2 separate regions of the Gossypium hirsutum genome follow, and region 2 is linked to region 1. A link is a contact called in public Hi-C data. All regions are on one chromosome and are shown on one strand. Each heading gives the region's core, a stretch centred on a gene start, on an enhancer-like site or on the middle of the called end of the contact. The rest is flanking DNA. Distances are from core to core; before and after follow the strand shown.

Evidence for each region. A called contact is a pair of places that touch in the nucleus more often than the background predicts.
Region 2: a contact with region 1 is called in a Hi-C map of leaf, with 1.6 times the contacts expected there. The contact joins the promoter of LOC121221115 here to the promoter of LOC107890414 in region 1. A contact is called at or near these places in 2 of 34 Hi-C or Micro-C datasets (both in leaf).

Annotation. Positions count from the first base shown.
Region 1 is chrD09:5,909,276-5,914,774 of Gossypium_hirsutum_v2.1, reverse strand. LOC107890414 (MDIS1-interacting receptor like kinase 2) reads left to right here and starts at 2,422. Exons shown (of 2, transcript XM_016814830.2): 1 at 2,422-5,063; 2 at 5,327-5,499. The coding sequence starts at 2,570.
Region 2 is chrD09:6,175,017-6,180,515 of Gossypium_hirsutum_v2.1, reverse strand. LOC121221115 (binding partner of ACD11 1) reads right to left here and starts at 2,548. Exons shown (of 5, transcript XM_041101616.1): 1 at 2,398-2,548; 2 at 1,265-1,389. The coding sequence starts at 1,380.

The DNA of each region.
Region 1 (5,499 bases), core at 1,173-3,672:
CCATGCAGAAACTATCATTGTCTTCACAAACTGCATTCCTCGAAACTAGATAGAAACCATTAAACATATTTAGATTTTCTCCCCTGAGTAAGTCAATGTTGGTTTAAGCATGCATATTATGATTTCACAAGTTACTTTGGACCCATGTTGTCTTAATTTTTTTTTATTTTCCATTGTTTAATAAGTCTTCACTTTTGAAAGTTTGTCTTGTCTTGTACAGGTTTTTTACTCTTGCTTATACATGTAGTATTGCTTTTAGAAGTGATTTTAAAAAGGTTTTTGTTGTAATCCTCTCTAGTTTGGTAGATGCTCAGTTCTAATTTCAATTCTGCCCGCCGCTTTAGACAATTTGGAGTTGATTTCCTATTGTGATAGTTGTTTGCAATCTCTCTAGATATGTTGAGCTTGAGTTGTGATAAAGTTGACTATCACTGTGTAATAATGTTCTATTGATGCTAAGGCTAAAGCTTTTGTCGTGTTGTTGGAGGTTGTCTTTCACCGCTGACGAGTGTTTGATGTTTCTTTTTTTTTTCTAAGTTGTATGATCCCATTCATGGAATGAATTAATGAATTTTTTCTTTCAATTTTAATGAGTTTAGTTTTTGTTTTAAAAGAAATTGGAAGGAAAAAAATTAAAATTAGAAAAGGGTGATGGAGCACTAGCCAAGAAATTGGTGCTTGGATAAAGATGAAGATGGAAGTGAATTTAAGCAAGTGTATTGCTTAAGAAGTGAAGGTCTTCCTTGTATATTTTGGTTTTAGCCCAGTCGTTATGGGTTGCCATGGGAAGCCTATGACCCACGCGGAAACCATTATTGTCTTCACAAGCAGCATTCCTCGAAACTTGATAGAAACAATTAACCATTATTGTCAACATATTACACTCTTGACTGAGTAAGTTAATGTTGGCATAAGCATGGAAATTATGCTCGCACTTCTAAGATGGAGCCCTTGATGGAATTTAAGTCTTGTAATTTGTGCTTCAATCTACATAAAAATCAATTTATTTGATTACTCTCATTTATTTAGTTAGTAAAAAAATGAGTTTCACATATACCAAAAAAGTGTTATATAACTAAGCATTTTAAAATTAAGTAATTATAAAATATGTTTGGGTTTAGGATTTTTTTTGTCAAAATTTGGTTAATAATAATTTAATCGTCAGATTTTATGTTTTCTATCAATTTGATCCTGATTATATTTAAAATGATTAAAAATTGAAATTGTTTTAAAAAACTTAGAAAATTCAAAAAATTAAAAAATCATATAGAAGTGAATAAAAATAAAAAATAAATAGAGTGAGAGAAAATGGAGGAAAGGTTGTTTTTAAACTCTTCAAAATTTCCCTTTGTATTATCTATATAGAAATATTCAATACTCATCCTTTAAAATAACAAAGAAAAAAATATTAATCAAAATTATTGGTTCTCTATTTTTTACCTCTTTTTTCTTGACATGACTTTTTTATTATAAGAAAATAAAAAATTAAGAATATAATTTACTTTTACAATTTTCATTTTGAAAATAATTTAAATGAACTGAGAATTTTGAATTAAGTCTGAAAAATAAAATTTTACAGTATATTTAGTAATATTTTTTCTAAAAATAATATAAGAGTCGATTTCATAAGTCTTTGTAATATCAGTTTTGAATGTTTTTCAAAAATATAAAACTCGACTAAAATATATTACTAATTTGGTTTCAACAAATCAATTACAACTCTTAACATTAATGTGATTAAAAAAAAACAATATAAACAAGTTGATTAGTTTGGAAGTCAAGGTCTTCCTCCCATCTTTTGGTTTTAGCCTATGATCCAAGCAAAAACCAACGTTTGGGATTTTGTGTATTTTTTGATAGGATTGTCAATTAAATTTTGCAGTGCATGACATATATTAGATTATATAGAGTGTTATCAATTCTTTCAGTCTAGCACATAGCATTTCCCACGTTCTATTACAATTTTAAATGAAAATTAATTTTTTATAATTAGCCTTAAAATGAAAATTTTTGTAAATATTAGAGGGCTAAATTTATTATTAAATCAATATAACAATGTTCACATTAGACTTAGGTTAGACAACTAATAGAAAGTGACTAAAATATTTAATTCCAAAATTTTAAATAATTAAAATGTAAAAAAAGTTTAACAATTGACTGACCAAAATAATTAAGAGATATGATATACTCCTTTATGATTTAATTACAGGTCCTATGCCAGCAGTTGCTGGAAATTTGAAAAATCTTGTGAGTTTAAATATTTCAACAAACAAATTGGTTGTTCCAATCTGACATCGCTTTATGGAGTGGTATTAGTAAATAAAAAAGCTTCACATTTTATTCACTTATCACCTTCTTAGAAGCTTCAACAAAGAAAAACACATCATTTGCTATAACTTCCAGTTTACTTCTAAGAGACGAAGACAAGTACATAGCATAATATTAATCAATTTGTGTTAGACAATGCCTAAAGACTTTGAAATTAATATATATCCAATCAAATTAAATCTGTTTTATGTGTACTTAAATAAGCTCAAGTTTGAGAATTGGAGTCCTCAACTTCATAGCTATGAAATCCTACTCTTACGCTTGTATCCCTACCTTCCTTTTACTCTCTGTAATTGTAATCACTAGTGCAATTACAAGAGCAACAAACTATGATTCTCAATGGCTGGCAGCAGAAGCAAAAGCGTTGAGGGAAACGGGGTGGTGGAGTAATTATAAAAGAGTTGGAAACCATTGTATGTGGCCTGGTATTCGATGCAATGCTGGAAGTGTCGTCGATATTGATCTTAGTGGCCATGGTCTGAATGGGAGCATAACACCTCAAATAGGAGCACTTTCGAAACTCAAGCTCCTTAACCTGTCTTCGAATAGCCTTAGAGGTGAGTTACCTTCTTCATTTGGAAACCTCAATCAATTGGCAGTGCTTGATCTTTCCTATAACTATCTTCATTTCACTACCTTGGATATTCAGAACATGGAGAATCTTGTTTCTCTAAAATTGTCTGGTAACCCCATTTTTTTTACGTCTTCCGAAATAGTCAACCTTAAAAAGCTAAGGACTCTCCACCTCAGAAACTGCCGCCTTAGTGGTACCATTCCACCAAATATTGGAGAGCTAGAGAGAATGGTTGATCTTGATCTCTCAAACAATTGGTTTATTGGTCCAATCCCATCTTCTGTCAGCAACTTAACCAATCTTGACTCGTTGTTCCTTCAAAGCAACCAACTTGATGGATCCATTCCAAAAGATATTGGGAGACTAACGAATTTGGTTGCATTGAATCTATCCTCCAATTGTCTTGTTGGTCCAATCCCATCTTCTGTCAGCAACTTAACCAATCTTTCCTCTTTGTTCCTTCAAAGCAATCAACTTAATGGATCCATTCCAGAAGACATTGGGGGACTAACGAATTTGGTTGAATTGAAACTATCCTCCAATGGGCTTTTAGGTCACATCCCTTCCTCTCTGGGCCATTTAACGAATTTGGTTGAATTGGATCTATCTTCCAATAGGCTTTCAGGTCACATCCCTTCCTCTCTGGGCCAGTTAACGAATTTGGTTGAATTGGATCTATCCTCCAATAGGCTTTCAGGTCACATCCCTTCCTCTCTGGGCCAGTTAACGAATTTGGTTGAATTGGATCTATCCTCCAATAGGCTTTCAGGTCACATCCCTTCCTCTCTGGGCCAGTTAACGAATTTGGTTGAATTGGATCTATCCTCCAATAGGCTTTCAGGTCACATCCCTTCCTCTCTAGGTCAGTTAACAAAATTGGAATATCTTTACCTCTCCCATAATCAAATTAGTGGTGTCATCCCTCCAAATTTGGGTAGTTTATCCAATTTATGGTGTCTATCCATGGCTTCGAATCTTTTGGAAGGTCCTATACCCCATGAAATTGAGAGTTTGAAGGCTTTAGAATGGTTAGATCTCTCAGACAATAAATTGAGTGGATCCATTCCAACTCAGATTGGTAATTTGTCAAATTTAACACGCTTAATTTTGGCAAACAATAACTTGAGTGGAGATATACCTTCTCAACTCAATTCCCAAAACATTGAACTTAGCCATAACCTTCTCCAAGGAGTGATACCTTCCCATTTTGGGAGTTTAGCTTCTTTAAGAAGCTTAGATCTCAGTTGGAATAATCTAACAGGCACGATTCCTGAATTTCCATTTTATGTGGAGAACCTCGATTTGTCATTTAATTCACTGAGGGGTCAAATTCCAAATGGATTATTGTATTTTGCACCCGAGACATTTACAGGCAACAAGGATTTATGTGGTTCCATTCAAGGCTTCCGTCCTTGCCCTTCATCTCCAAATGTGAAGCACAATCTGCCTATTGTTATTCTGGTTCCATCTTTGTTATTTTTTGTCTCGACTTTTGTGTTGGTGACATTCATCCTATTCCGACGATATAGAGCTAAAACTTTGAAATCTGATTCAAGTCCAACCAAAAATGGAGATTTATTCACTATTTGGAACTTTGATGGAAAGATTGCTTTTGAAGACATCATCAAAGCCACAGAGGATTTTGATATCAAATATTGCATTGGAACTGGTGGTTATGGCAGTGTTTACAGAGCAGTTTTACCAAGTGGCAAAGTTATTGCTTTAAAAAAGCTCCACCAATTGGAGGCTGAGCAACCGGCTTACGATACAAGTTTTCGAAATGAGATCAAGTTTTTAGCAGAAATACGACACAAGAACATCATCAAGCTCCACGGATTTTGTCTCCACAATCGCTGCATGTTTTTGATTTATGAATATATGGAAAATGGAAGCTTGTTTTATGCCTTGAGCATTGATGATGAAGCTGTGGAATTGGATTGGACCAAAAGAGTGAACATTGTCAAAGGTGTCGCACATGCTCTATCTTACATGCATCATGATTGCAACCTTCCAATTGTTCATCGAGACATCTCAAGCAATAACATTTTGTTGAACTCTGAATTGGAAGCTTTTATTGCTGACTTTGGGACTGCAAGACTTCTTGATCCTGATTCATCTAATCGAACTGTAATTGTTGGGACGTATGGATATATTGCCCCAGGTTCTGCACCTTCACTCTCTTATCTTTTTTATTTAGTTCTATCCATTCTTAGTTTCTGCTGCTTATTTGTTTCGAATTGCATATTAGAATAATGAAGGAAACAAAACAAGTAGGAAAAACAAAATTAAGAAATATCAAATATAAATTACAAAAATTAAATCGAGGTTGGAGGATTCAAATGCAAACATACTTGCAACTAAGCTGAATACAGAATATAATTAACATCTATTTAACTTTTCTTTTCTTTTTTGTTTTAATTACAGAACTTGCTTATTCGTTGGTCGTGACCCAAAAATGTGATGTTTATAGTTTTGGAGTGTTGGCATTGGAAATATTGATGGGAAAGTATCCTAGTGAATTATTGTCAACACTATCATCATCGTCGTCTCATGTCCAAAATTTCACGCTAAATGAAATTTTGGACCCTCGATTATCA
Region 2 (5,499 bases), core at 1,299-3,798, 270 kb before region 1:
TAGCTCAAGAAATATGTCACATGCAAGAAAAAAATCGTACTTGCTGTAAATTTGTACAGAATATGGAATAAGATGGCAAAAGTAACATGAAGGCCCCTATACTAAGAGTCCAATTGCTTTTTGCCCCCTCTACTAAAAAAAAAATAAGGTAATTAGTCTCTGTACGTTAGATCAAAGAGTAAATTGGCCATTTTTGTTAAAAATTTCATCCATTTGTACTATTAAAAACTAGCTTGGCTAATGGAATAATCAGTGACATGTGGCATGCCACATGTACCTCATGGTGACGTGCTAGAACCAGTTTTTAACAATAGAAATAGATGGAACTTTTAACAGAATGATCAATTTGTTTTTTTGATCTAACATACCCGGACTAATTTGCCCTTTTTTTTGAGTAGAGGGGGCAAAATGCAATCCAACTCCTAATACAAAAGCCTCTATGATACTTTTACCGGAATCAGATGCATGTATCTAAGCAGATGCTGTTAAAGAGACTTGTGTCCACATTTAATCAGGTCGTAGATACCAAGTATCTCATAATAAAGCATTTCAGACAAAAGAACTCTTGCTTCTGACTTTTCCTAAAATAAGTACAATAAGTAAAATTAAACAGCTTGATCATAAAAAAACATTGATTTTCCATAAACAAACAAGATTAAGATTATCAATGATCCAACAAGAAATCAGTTCAGACAAAAGACTTCTTAGCTTTTGTCTTTTTCTTTTAGCCCTCAAAGAAAAAGTAAATTTGTAAGCACTCATTAGCTCAAGAAATATGTCACAAGCATGGAAAAATGGAACTTGCAGTAAATTCGTACAGAATTAAGAATCATATTCATTAATAGCATCAGAAATATCAAGTACCAAACAAGAAAGCATTTCAGACAAAAAGAGCCCTCGCTTTTGACATTTTTCCTAAAGGAGTTGACAAACAATAAGTAAAATTAAACAACTTGAACGTAAAATCTTCCTTGATTCAAGAAACTTGTCACCATAAAGGAACTTGCTGCTAAGTACATTTGTACGGATGAGAGAAATTCTACTCAAAAACATTGATTTTCCACAAAAACCGAGATTGAGATTACCAATTATCCAACAAGAAATCATTTCAAGCAAAAGATTTTGTAGCTTTTGACTCTTTTCCCCCCTCAACAACAAATTTGCAAATGCACAACAAATATGAAAAAAATCATGAACATACAACATCATAGAGAGTGATTTTTGGGGTTTAGTCCAAAACCAGAAACAGAGAAGCAACAGATACCTGATAATTTCAATATGCACAATTGCACCACAGTATGCGAAAAAGTCACAAAGATCCTTCTCGGTAGCTTTTGGAGATAAGCTCGTAATTTCAGCCGTGTAACCTCCAGGGTACATTGTCTTAAACTGAGATAAAATCAGCCAAAAAAGAACCTATTTAAAGGTATTTAAATAAAATTTTAGAAGCACACATAGAAGTAGCTTGATAATGCAGATATCATCATTGTTCATTCAATACTTTATAATTCCGAAACCACAGCAATCCCAAGGTACAAGGATACTTATGGATGATTTTGAGGTAAACAGTTCTCAGTGGTCATAACAGCCAAGCTCTCTCATCGATAGATCGTTTCATAGGTATAAAATGAAAGCCAAAAATTCATGGGTTCTTCTAAAGTCAAATGAAAAATACTAATATGGTTGCTGATTTTCTAGCATTGATTAGCCTTATTTCAACATTAACATAATTAAAGATGCCAAAGCTATTTTACCAAACTCAGTAATCCCAAGTAAGGTGCCTTAATCTACTCCAAGATCTGCTTGAATACACCCCAATTAATCTTAGTTCAAGTCAAAAGTAAAAAGGGGATGAGTTTTAGGGACAGCCATAGCCCATATAATCCTCCAAAGTGAAAACTTTAAATTGGCTTTCATTGTAAACAATGTAAACTTTAAGCAAGATTATCGAACTTTTGGCTAAAGTTCAAAAAAGGGTTCAACCTACAATAAAGAATACTGATAAATACCTAACTATATAAGAAAAAAATCCATTTTCAAGCTTCCTTTACGCTTGATGAAAGAAAAAAATATCATGGGGTATCAACAATGGGGGCAATTAATGAGTGATAGAACCAACTTTGTCCACCAAATATCAATTAAAGGTCAGCTTGACACTAATTATTTGGCAAGCATGTATTCATTGAGATTCTTGAAATAAGTGAAACTTATTGAAAACCCAGAAAGTAAAAAAAAGGAAAACTGAATTCATTAAAACCCTTAATGCATTCAAGAAAGTAAAGGAAAAACTGATCAAATAAGGTGAAAAAAAAAACTGGGTATCACTGAATTTGCTAGAAAAGAAGGAAAATTGAGAAAAGATTGAAGCTTTATAAAAATTATGATACATTTACATACCTGTTTTTTAGTTGTTGATGATGATGAATCAGATGATTAAGAGCTTAAGCATGGGAAAGAAGGGGAAAGAGAGATAGAGACAACTAACCAACATAAACACTGGCATGCTGATCTTTCCAGATAGCTATAAAACCCCCACTCTCACTAATGGAGCGTGCATTTCAACAAAGAAATTTTGTTTGCATTTTAACTTTTACTAAAAAAAAGGGTAAATTTATCTTTATACCTTATTTGTTAAAAACTTCTGTGATTGATGGAATAATTAGATAATTACACGTGGTATAATTATATCTCATTTTGATATATAAGGATAAAAAATGACCAATTTGCTCTTTGATCTAATGTATAAAGACTAATTTGTTTTATTTTTGAAATAGTGAAGACAAAATGTAATATAATTCCTAGTGTCATAGACCCTGTGACACTGGTACAAGGATCTTTATAATACTTTTATCATTTATATTTGATGCACAATAATGTATAAGTCAATAACTCAAATTTTAAATAAAAATAAAAATAAATTACATACATGTTCTATTTTTATACAAAATTTACATTCATTTTTAATGATTTGTTTATTTGATTTATTAATCGTGCATAATTTATTGGAAAATAAATATTGAGTATAATATTTTGTAAATGACTTTTTTTTCTTTGTTTAGAGCAAAAGAAATTTATAGGAATACGTTGCTTGAATGAAATTTATAATCTATATTTATTATTATTATTATTATTATATATGACTTTAAACTAATAACTTTGTTATTTCTTTAAATGGCGCGTGAAATCATTTCCTTTATAAAGGAGCGTTAACGATCTCTCCCCTAATTGGTTGAGTAAAATGACCATTTAAGCCACGTTGCCGGATTTCCGCTACTCCATTGGCCGGGAATCTAGTTTTGGCCCCGTAACTGATGCCAGTTAAACGCTACCGTTTAAATACATCTAAAATGTCAAATTTAACCTAAAGCCCCTACATTTTTCTCTATTTCCCTTTCTTACCACTAACTTTTTTAGAATTTCCTTTTACATAAAAAATTCAGATAATCATATCTTTACAAATGGTAATATTTTAAGAATAGTATATGTTAACTCTATTTTAAAATTAGGCATAACAAAAAATTTAGCTCTAAAATTTTTAATTTTTATCTATTTGGCCCATACATTTTTTTTCCTTTATAGTCAACGGAAAAAATCGTTGGTGAAAGAGATTAATTAATGGATTTTTAACATCTAAGAGCTTAATTAGGTACATTTTTCTTGGAGGAGCTGAACCAATTGTAAAGCTCAAATGCATTAAGAGGAGAGTCGAATTGGTGATTAAAATTTTGAGGAAAGATGGCAAATAAAAATTGACACAATGATTTAAAGTAGTTTGATCTCAATTGTCTACATCCACTAGCTTAACTTTTTACAATTAAAGATTTTCCAAGTCCACTAATTTCAAACCTTTTAAGGATAATGCTTAACCTTTATAACACCATCTTTTAAGTAATACGATAAAGCCATTCCCCTTTTAAAGTTTTCTACCCAGAACTTCAAGTAACCTCTCACTAATTTGAGAAGTGAAATTGAAACAAGGAGTACCTCTTAAAGGTTGATATAAAATTATTCAAGCTTACTCGAATAAATTAAAACATTTAAAATAATGAAAGAGAATGAAACCTCAAGTGTGTACAAGGGTAATATGAGAATTACAAATAAAAGATTGAATTTTTGCACAATAAGCTTTGTAAACTTGTTTCTTCTCTACTTCTTGATGTTCTTGAACTATATTTATATCTTCTAAATGAAATCTAGTTGTTTGGAGTAGTTAGAGGGAAAATTGAGCTGTTGAAGACATCTACTCGAGTATTAAATGCAGTTGTAAAGGCTTATATCCCGATACCATGACATTAGGTATTGATACTTTGCTTTAAACAATAAGATCGTTGGAGCTTTAGGTACCAGACCCTTAGGCCATGATCTAGTACCTTAATGTTGAGGTCTAATACTTCCTCATTTGGGGTTCAATACCCCTAAATACCCCAAAAATTACTTGGTTTGCTAGATATTAAACCCAAGAAGGAGGGATCTGATACATAGTCATGTGTATCGACACTTAGGCTAAGGGGTCCAATCCCCTAAAGTCAATGGCTTATTGACTTACAAAGTGCTTTTAAGTTCTTTTCATACTTACAAAAATTTCGAACTGTTTAGCCAAGTTTGAAAATCACTTGAAAACAACTTCTCAAAGGTTTAACATAAAGTTTTACAAAATTTGATGAAGGAAACATTTAAAAATCACAATTAACTCTAATTTTTTAAAAACAAAAAAGAAATTTAAGGGCTTATGAACCCTTTAGCCAAAATTATACTATGATTATTCTCTCTTTCTCATATTTAAGGGTTAGGGAGGGATTATTAATAGTTTTAGGCATTGTGTAAAAAAATTGACATGTATCAATGAAAGAAAATAGAATTTGTAGAGGGAAAATTTCAACATAAACCCTTTCACCTTTTTATATATTTATTTTTAATGGTGTTCTACAAGTTATATTTCCCTTTATAATTAGCTTATATTCAACAATTCAACTTACATTTTTACATAATAAGTCATTGTAAAATTTTTTAAGTTTATCTCTATTTTTACAAATTAAACACACTATTAAAATTGAAATAAATATTTAAACTATAAGTAATATTACAATAAATTATTTAGTGGTCACAATATTTAAACCAAATTAACAACTTGGATCCACTAATTAATAATTAAAATAAAAATAGAAAATAAATATAAAAATAGAATTTCACACCATTTATTATTATAATATTTATATTTTAAAAATAAGGTTAATAGTGTACTTTTTTTTAATTCCACAAGCAGACATAAAAAAAGCCATGTGTCTCATTTCTTTACCATATCTCATAGGACACTTGTCAATCACCCAAACATTATATGCGGAGTCTAAAAACTCCCTTGGAAATATACCAAAAACTATTTCTTAAAAACAATGTTTATTTAAATAAGTCTAATATCAATTATCATGTTTTTAAAATTAAAACTATATATCGTTATATTTTAATTTTGTAAAAAAAATTTTAATAAAAAATTACAAAATT